Regions from separate parts of the Sus scrofa genome. Here region 2 is linked to region 1. A link is a contact called in public promoter capture Hi-C data. All regions are on one chromosome and are shown on one strand. The core of a region is the stretch at or near the end of the contact, and the rest is flanking DNA. Distances in the headings are between cores, read along the strand shown.

Region 1 (3,426 bases), core at 546-3,045:
GAAAAAGTTCTAGAGATCTATTACAGAACAATGTGAGTATATTTAATACTACTATACGGTATGGTTAAGTAAATTTAATGTTGTAGTTTTTTGTTTTGTTTTCTTGTCTTTTTTGCTTTTTAGGGCTGCACCCACGGCATACGGAGGTTCTCAGGCTAGGGGTCTAATCGGAACTACAGCTGACAGCCTATACCACAGCCACAGCAATGCAGGGTCTGAGCCACATCTGTGACCTACACCACAGTTCACGGCAACACCGGATCCTTAAACTGCTGAGCGAGGCCCAGGATCAAACCTGCAATCTCATGGTTTCTAGTCGGATTTGTTCCCACTGCACCATGATAGGAAATCCTAATGCAGTTTTTAATCACAATAAAAATAACTTTTTTCCCCACTTTTTAGGGCTGTACCCGCAGCATATGGAAGTTCCCAGGCTGGGGTCAAATCAGAGCTGTAGCTGCCGACCAATGCCGACCGAGCCACATCAACATGGGATCCAAGCTGCATCTGCGACCTATACCACAGCTCACAGCAATGCCAGATCCTTAACCCACTGAGTGAGGCCAGAGATTGAACCTGCATCCTCACAGATACTAGTTGGGTTTATAACTGGCTGAGCCACAACAGGAACTCCCAATTAAATGTGTTTTAAAAGATTCCAAAATTAGCACCAAGCATTAAGGATTAGGTTGTCTCCTAGAGTTTAACACTGACAAGCCATTTCTTCCATTTTTATACTGTGGTTGGTCATGCCCTCAACAACCATTTCTTACTATGAAAAATAATTTGGCTAGAAAAACCACACAGGCCATAAAGGAATAAAAGCCCTATACCACCACCTTTATTAATACTCTGTTAGAGACAAAACCTCAGCCCCAATCTCACTCCCAAATATCAGGAATTTCTAACACTCTGAAGAGACAGGGGACTTAGAGTCATAGCTTATCATATACATCAATATAATGTATCCAGCTGCAAAATGAAACAATTTGTCTTTTAGGAATAACTTGGTAATACATATCAAAAGCCTTAAAATTTTATATAAATTTTATATACAGAAGTTTCACTTCTAGGAATTTACCTGAGCAAAATAATTACGGGATATGTACCATAATTATATGAAGATATTCATTCTTCATAACAGGTATATTAGAAATAAGTTTATTTCTTTACAGTGGCTTTTTAAAAAATAGGTGGGGTTCCCTTGCGACACAGTAGGTTAAGGTTTTGGAGCTGTCACTGCAATGGCTCAGGTCACTGTGTGGGTTTGATCTCTGGCACAGGAAATTCCACATGACATGGGCAGGCGGCCAAGAAAAAAAACATCTATTGCAGAAATTCTAACCTATTTTATAGTAAGAAATCTAAAAGATTTTGAAAAAAAGCACTTGTACATAATGTTGACTAATAAAGATAAGATGTGGTAAACCACAGCTTAACTTACCCTCCTTAATGAAGATTCGGCATTAACGGTATTTTCTGGGTGAACCCACTTAGAAGAAGGCAGACCAAGTCCTGAGTATGCATGTGTTCCATTTGGGTATTGCCAAATAATTGGATAAAGTCCAAGCTGATTATATGAAGCAGAAGGATGAGCTTGTCCAAGAAGATGAGGTGACTGGTGCTGTAACAACTGCTGTTGTTGCTGGTGTGCTAGTGCTAAGTGGCTCAGGCTGCTGGCATGAGCAGTCTCTAGTCGGGGGTGGCCACCAAGCAGGGAGGCAGGAGGCACTCCAGGTAACACAGTAGGAAGTAAATGAGGGTGATGAACAGAATGGTGTGGACCACTAGTCAGAGGGTGAGTGTTAATGGCAGGTAATGGAGTCTGACTGGATGATCCAGCCAGTAAATGGGGTGCAGGGGTTAAGGCAGGGTGATGGCTACCTGGATTTAAACATGCCCTATGGGATGAAGAATGAAGAGGAAAAGGATGTTGGCTTAAGAAAGGTGAGATGTGATTAGCTCCTGTTTCTGACCCAATAAGTGCAGGATCTCTGTAAACTGTGAAATGCTCATTTTTATCAATGATAAGAGGGCTTTTTGTAGTTTCTAATGTACTGCCTCGAGTAGGAACTGGATGAAAACTGCACCTTGATAACTCATGTTCTATCTTATTTGCCAGTCTTCTTTCACCAGCAGTTTGGCTATTCACATGAGTGGCCTTAGACTTTACAGAATCAGGAGAATGGTTAATTTTAGGTTTAACAATTTCAGGTGAGGGATTAGACTTTGTCTTGTGACCATCTACTGAAGTATTAACTTTAGATTTTATAGTTTCTGGGGGTGGACTTCGCTTATGCAGTTTATCTTCTGTGACAGAAACTGCACTTAGAGAAGATATATAAGAGACATACTGATTTTTCTCTTTTTCCATATTCAAGTTATCATTCCCTGGAGCATTCCTAACATTTGATTGGGTTAAATCTACTTTAACTACATCACCGACCCAGCTCTGGTCAGAATCTTGGTTTGTTATTTCCAAGTATTTTGTATTTGCACTTGAATGTTTTGAATCACTAATGATAGGATCCACTTTCTGAAGTGTCTGAAGGCCAAAGGTATTTGAGCTTTCCTGAGCCACCTTTTCTGTATTAGTGTCATTCGTAATATCAATAACACATTTTGGTGTGGGTGGTTTGGATACAAATTTCTCCTTTGGTAATAATTCCACTGTATGTGTTTTTTCCATATTGCATTCCTGTAGAAGTAAATCATTAGAATTATGATCAGAAAGTGTGGCCTGTTCGGATGAATGGATAACCGTTTTTTCTTGAAGCTGAGAGTCAAGAGACTTCTGTTTTTCTGTTTCTTCATGTTTTTTATCTTCCTGTATTTGATCCCAGGAAGGCTGACTATCTATTAGCGTCTCTTCTCCTGCCTTCTCATTATTCTGGGATTTTCCTTCTTCTCCATTTATCCTTGAAGTGTTTTTATTTTTCAATTCATTCTCTGGCTTATGCTCTGAGGAATTATTTATTATTCTTTTATTTGAATTTTCTGAGTCACTGCTCTCAGAAAAGTCTGAAACATTGTCAGTTCGTAGTCTTTTCATATTTAGTTTCTTTTCATCCTCCTCAGGTTTCCTTCTTTTGTTCATCACCTGTTTATTTTTACCTTTAGGATTTTCTATAAGATTTAAAAAAAGAACAATTTTATTTTTTGTATCAATATTAAATTAGTATATTTTAAATGTTGTTTTATTTGTTCTTATTCCTCAAAAAAGTGATTCCTACCTCCTCGTGCTATATAATCATATTTTTCTTCCTTCATCTTCTCTTCATCTGGTATACTACTATCTGAGCCCTTCCTCTTATTTGGACGAATATTTCTTTGTTGCTGGTGTGAATTCTGTTTTGGTACAGCAGCTTGGGAGTTCATTGCTGGTCTGGGACTATTTGCTTGGGCACGTGTATAATGACCCTAAAA
Region 2 (3,426 bases), core at 477-2,976, 280 kb after region 1:
GAGTTCATTCCTTAAGTAATAAAAATATTACCAAATGTATTAAACCTGGGACCTTAAAATAATTCAGGGTAATCTTTTATGTGTTCCTGATTTTCTCCCAAGCATGTCACAGAACTTTCCTAACAGTGCTTCATGTCCCTGGAAGGCAAGAGGTAGGTTGCAGTATTATCAGCCTCTTTTTACTATGGGGAAACTGAGAAACAAAAATAATAAATTACAATATGGTCACAAAATAAGCTATTACATTTTCCAGAACTTTTAATTAAAGAGTTGAAACTCACATTTCATACTTTTTTCTTCTTACCATATGAATACTAGAATTATCTTTTACTATAGTCTTAAAAGAAAAAAAAAAAAACTTAAGATCGTCTTCTCAATTTGGTACTACCACCAAAAAATTGAGTTTAAATTCCATCTCTTCAAATTATGACACCTCCAAGAACTGTTAGGTGTAAGCAGTAATTCAACCTACCAAAAAATAGGTGTAAATCGCAGAACAGGTCAGGAATTCTAGGCCCAAATTTTACTTTGTCTATCTGGCAGATCAGAGGAGTATCTGTAAAACAGGCTTTGCAGATGCTGTAATGGAAAGGTGCCCTAAGAGGCCCAGAACAGCGATACCAGTACACCTACTACTGCAAACTTGAAATCCAATGCTTGCTCCTTCTACCCCTGCCTGCATTACACCACGCACCAGAAGACTCCTGGTACACACAGAAGCCTGTGCACAGAGCCTCTAGATGTTTGCCTTAAAAAGCGGTACTTCGAGGATGCCCCAGGCCTAGGACAACAGTAAGAACACCGGATATAGCGAAACATCTCAAAATCGCTCCTCTCCAGAACCTAGGGCCTGGTCCAGAGGATTCTACTGGACAGAGTTCCTGCCACTATTTTGTTTTTCACTCAGGCACTGACAATCCCCTTCCTCAGCCTCCCACCACCTCCCCTCTCCTCTACGCCAGGTAGGCGTCCCAGGGATACTAAAAGCAGGAAGTGGGAGGTGAGAGTGCAGGGATCCCGGCCACGAGGCCTTCGGGTGCGGCTAGGGGTCCCGCCAGCTCAACCCCCGGAGCCCGGCCGCCCAGACCGGGCCTCGGCCAACGCGCCGCGGCCGCCGCCTATCAGCGGAGCGCAGGGGCGGGGCCCGCTGGCTCGGCGACGGCTCCTCCGGCAGGCGGGGACGGGCGGGGGATCGACCGCCGCGCAGCTCCGGCCGCCGCGCGCAGACACCGGGCCCGGCTCCCGAGGGCGCCAGCGCGGCCCCGGGGAGCGCGAGGAGCCGGCGAGCGCGCGGCCTACCGTTGACGGCCTGGTCCGTCACGCTCGGCGCCCACCCACCCTCCCCGGTGGGGTCCAAGCCCCTGGGAAGATGGTGTCCTGGATGATCTCCAGAGCCGTGGTGTAAGTTCCGCTCACGGCGCCCCTCACCTCTCCGCGAGGCCCGGGGTGGGGGTGGGGTGGGACAGGGGCCAGGAGAAGGGAAAGCCCGGGTCTGGGCAGGGTGGGCTGGCCCGACCTCGGGCCTGCCCGGGAACTGGGCGCCCTCAACCTCCTCACCCTAGTCCACGTCGCTGCGGGGCTCCCTGCGTCGGACGAGGGCCCGGCGGCTGCTGCGCGGCCCAACTGCGTGCGGCTTGTCGGCCCTGCTCCCGCGGCGCTGGGTGGGCAGGCGCGCAGGGCAGGCGGCGCGCGCTCCCTGCTCCCGCTCCCCGCGCTGCGCGGCACCGCCCTGCGGGCCCGGGAGCGGCGCGCCTCGCGGCGGCGCCCTGCGCAGGCTCCGCAGAAGCTGAGCGCGGGAGGCTCTGGGATCCTGCTGAGGATGCCGTGGCAGCGCGGATCCTTTGTATCCTGCGGCTGGTGCGGTGCGGGGTTCTCTGGGCGGCTGATTGCCATTCGGTCACGTGTGGTAGGAGGAGAGATTTGTCTAAAACCCCTCGACCGCTCCCATTTCAGATCCCTGGAAGGGTCCTAGTTGACCCAAGATTTACAGCTTATCGAGAAAGGAGCTCGTTACTGAATGATGGCACCCGCCTGCTCGCCCAGATCCCAGAATTTGGCCCTGTCTTGGAGGAAATATTTGTAAAGGGATTGAGAGGCTGCAGGTGCCTGTTGCCTTTGTTCAAATTATCAGTTCATTGTGCTCTTACCAAGTGCTGCAGGCCCATAAGGAAAAAAATTAGTTGAGTTGTGGTGTTTACTCTAAAGGTACCAGTTGGCCTACAGTTTAAACTGGTTTCCTCCCATTCTTCCCAGCTTAACCCCCTTCTCAAAAACAAAAGTCACTAAGTCAACAGTGACGTAGTTACAGCCAGGGACTTGTGGGTTCATTATTCATGATCTCTGTAGGAGTAATATAATCTCGGTACTTTTATGAAATGTTTTTATGAGGTGGCAGGCTTCTCTGATTAGCTTTGTAATGTGGGGGAAAAAAAGTTACCAGATTTTTTGTTTTGTTTTGTTTCTCAGTGGGGAGGAGCTAATTTTTCTGTTTGTTTGGTTTTATTTTGTTTGAGAGTGAATCAATTGCTTAGTAGTCCTGCTCACCCTGATTTATGATAGCATTCAAAATGTGTCATTTGATTGTATTAATGCAGTTTGTTCTTCTTTGGTACAGTTTCTAGTTTTAAATCTCCAGAACGTCCTGTGTTCATTTGTATAAAACTGAAGATCAAGAAATAAAAGCATACCACAGATGTTTTCAGATTTTGATTTATTTATTTTTGCCTTTTGGGGCCTTTGAATATTAATTTTCATAATACAGGAATACCTTTCCTGGCCTACTAGATGTCTATCAGTTCTTACTTCTGTGCCTGGAAAATCAAGTGTCCTATTAAGAGGCTGTACTATTTTTTTTTTTTTAATTCTCTGTTTTGTTTTTTTTTTAATCCAGTTCTTTAATTTATAGTTAGAAAAGATTGTGAAGCACTTTTAATTTGCATTACTCAAAATCAGATTTTTGGTTTTGATCACCGGCTATGAGTATTAATGTCTTTTCTAGATGCTCTCTGTAAACACAAAGTTTAATAACACATAATTGATCTTCACGGAACTGACAGTTCAAATACACTGCTATCTGCAGAACAGGTCAAGTGTTCTAAGAGTTACACTCAGTGCTATAGTGTTTAGGCAAGGAAGGGATTCTATCTGGTTGGAGAATCAGAAAAAGCAAGATTACATTTGAGATGGGCCTTAAAGGACAGACCGAATTTAGACAAGCCAAAGATGCAAAAGGAGACGATTCCAGATAAAGGGATCACTTCGAGCCAAAGCACAGAGGAGGGAAAGCCCAGATTAGTTACTGAAGACTTGAGGGACTGGGGAGAGAGGAAGCGGGAAAGGTAGGCTTGGCCTGCTTTCAGGGAATTTCAGGAAGAAGTGATATTATTAGGCAGCAGTGACTTTGCTTTGGTAGACTCTCTCCTTTGT

The links. Promoter capture Hi-C pulls out the DNA fragments that hold promoters and counts their contacts.
Region 2: a contact with region 1 is called in a promoter capture Hi-C map of liver, with 4 times the contacts expected there. The contact joins the promoter of JMJD1C here to the enhancer-like site in region 1. A contact is called at or near these places in 2 of 5 promoter capture datasets (fetal liver and liver), 8 of 47 Hi-C or Micro-C datasets (alveolar macrophages, embryonic fibroblasts, fetal heart ventricle and 3 more) and 2 of 2 datasets of contacts at active chromatin or transcription factors (alveolar macrophages and skeletal muscle).

The regions. Positions count from the first base shown.
Region 1 is chr14:66,680,171-66,683,596 of Sscrofa11.1, forward strand. It overlaps JMJD1C (probable JmjC domain-containing histone demethylation protein 2C), which reads right to left. Exons shown (of 26, transcript XM_021073644.1): 7 at 3,234-3,420; 8 at 1,445-3,126. Among named protein-coding and RNA genes, the nearest start is that of NRBF2, 92 kb to the left of the region's middle. Within about 2 kb of position 1,796, at least 9 of the 83 cell types and tissues checked have an H3K27ac peak or open chromatin away from gene starts, as enhancers often do. A contact at or near this core is called in alveolar macrophages and liver, where this site is marked.
Region 2 is chr14:66,965,185-66,968,610 of Sscrofa11.1, forward strand. It overlaps JMJD1C (probable JmjC domain-containing histone demethylation protein 2C), which reads right to left and starts at 1,727. Exons shown (of 26, transcript XM_021073644.1): 1 at 1,558-1,727. It overlaps REEP3 (receptor expression-enhancing protein 3), which reads left to right and starts at 884. Exons shown (of 8, transcript XM_001925659.6): 1 at 884-1,401. The coding sequence starts at 1,370.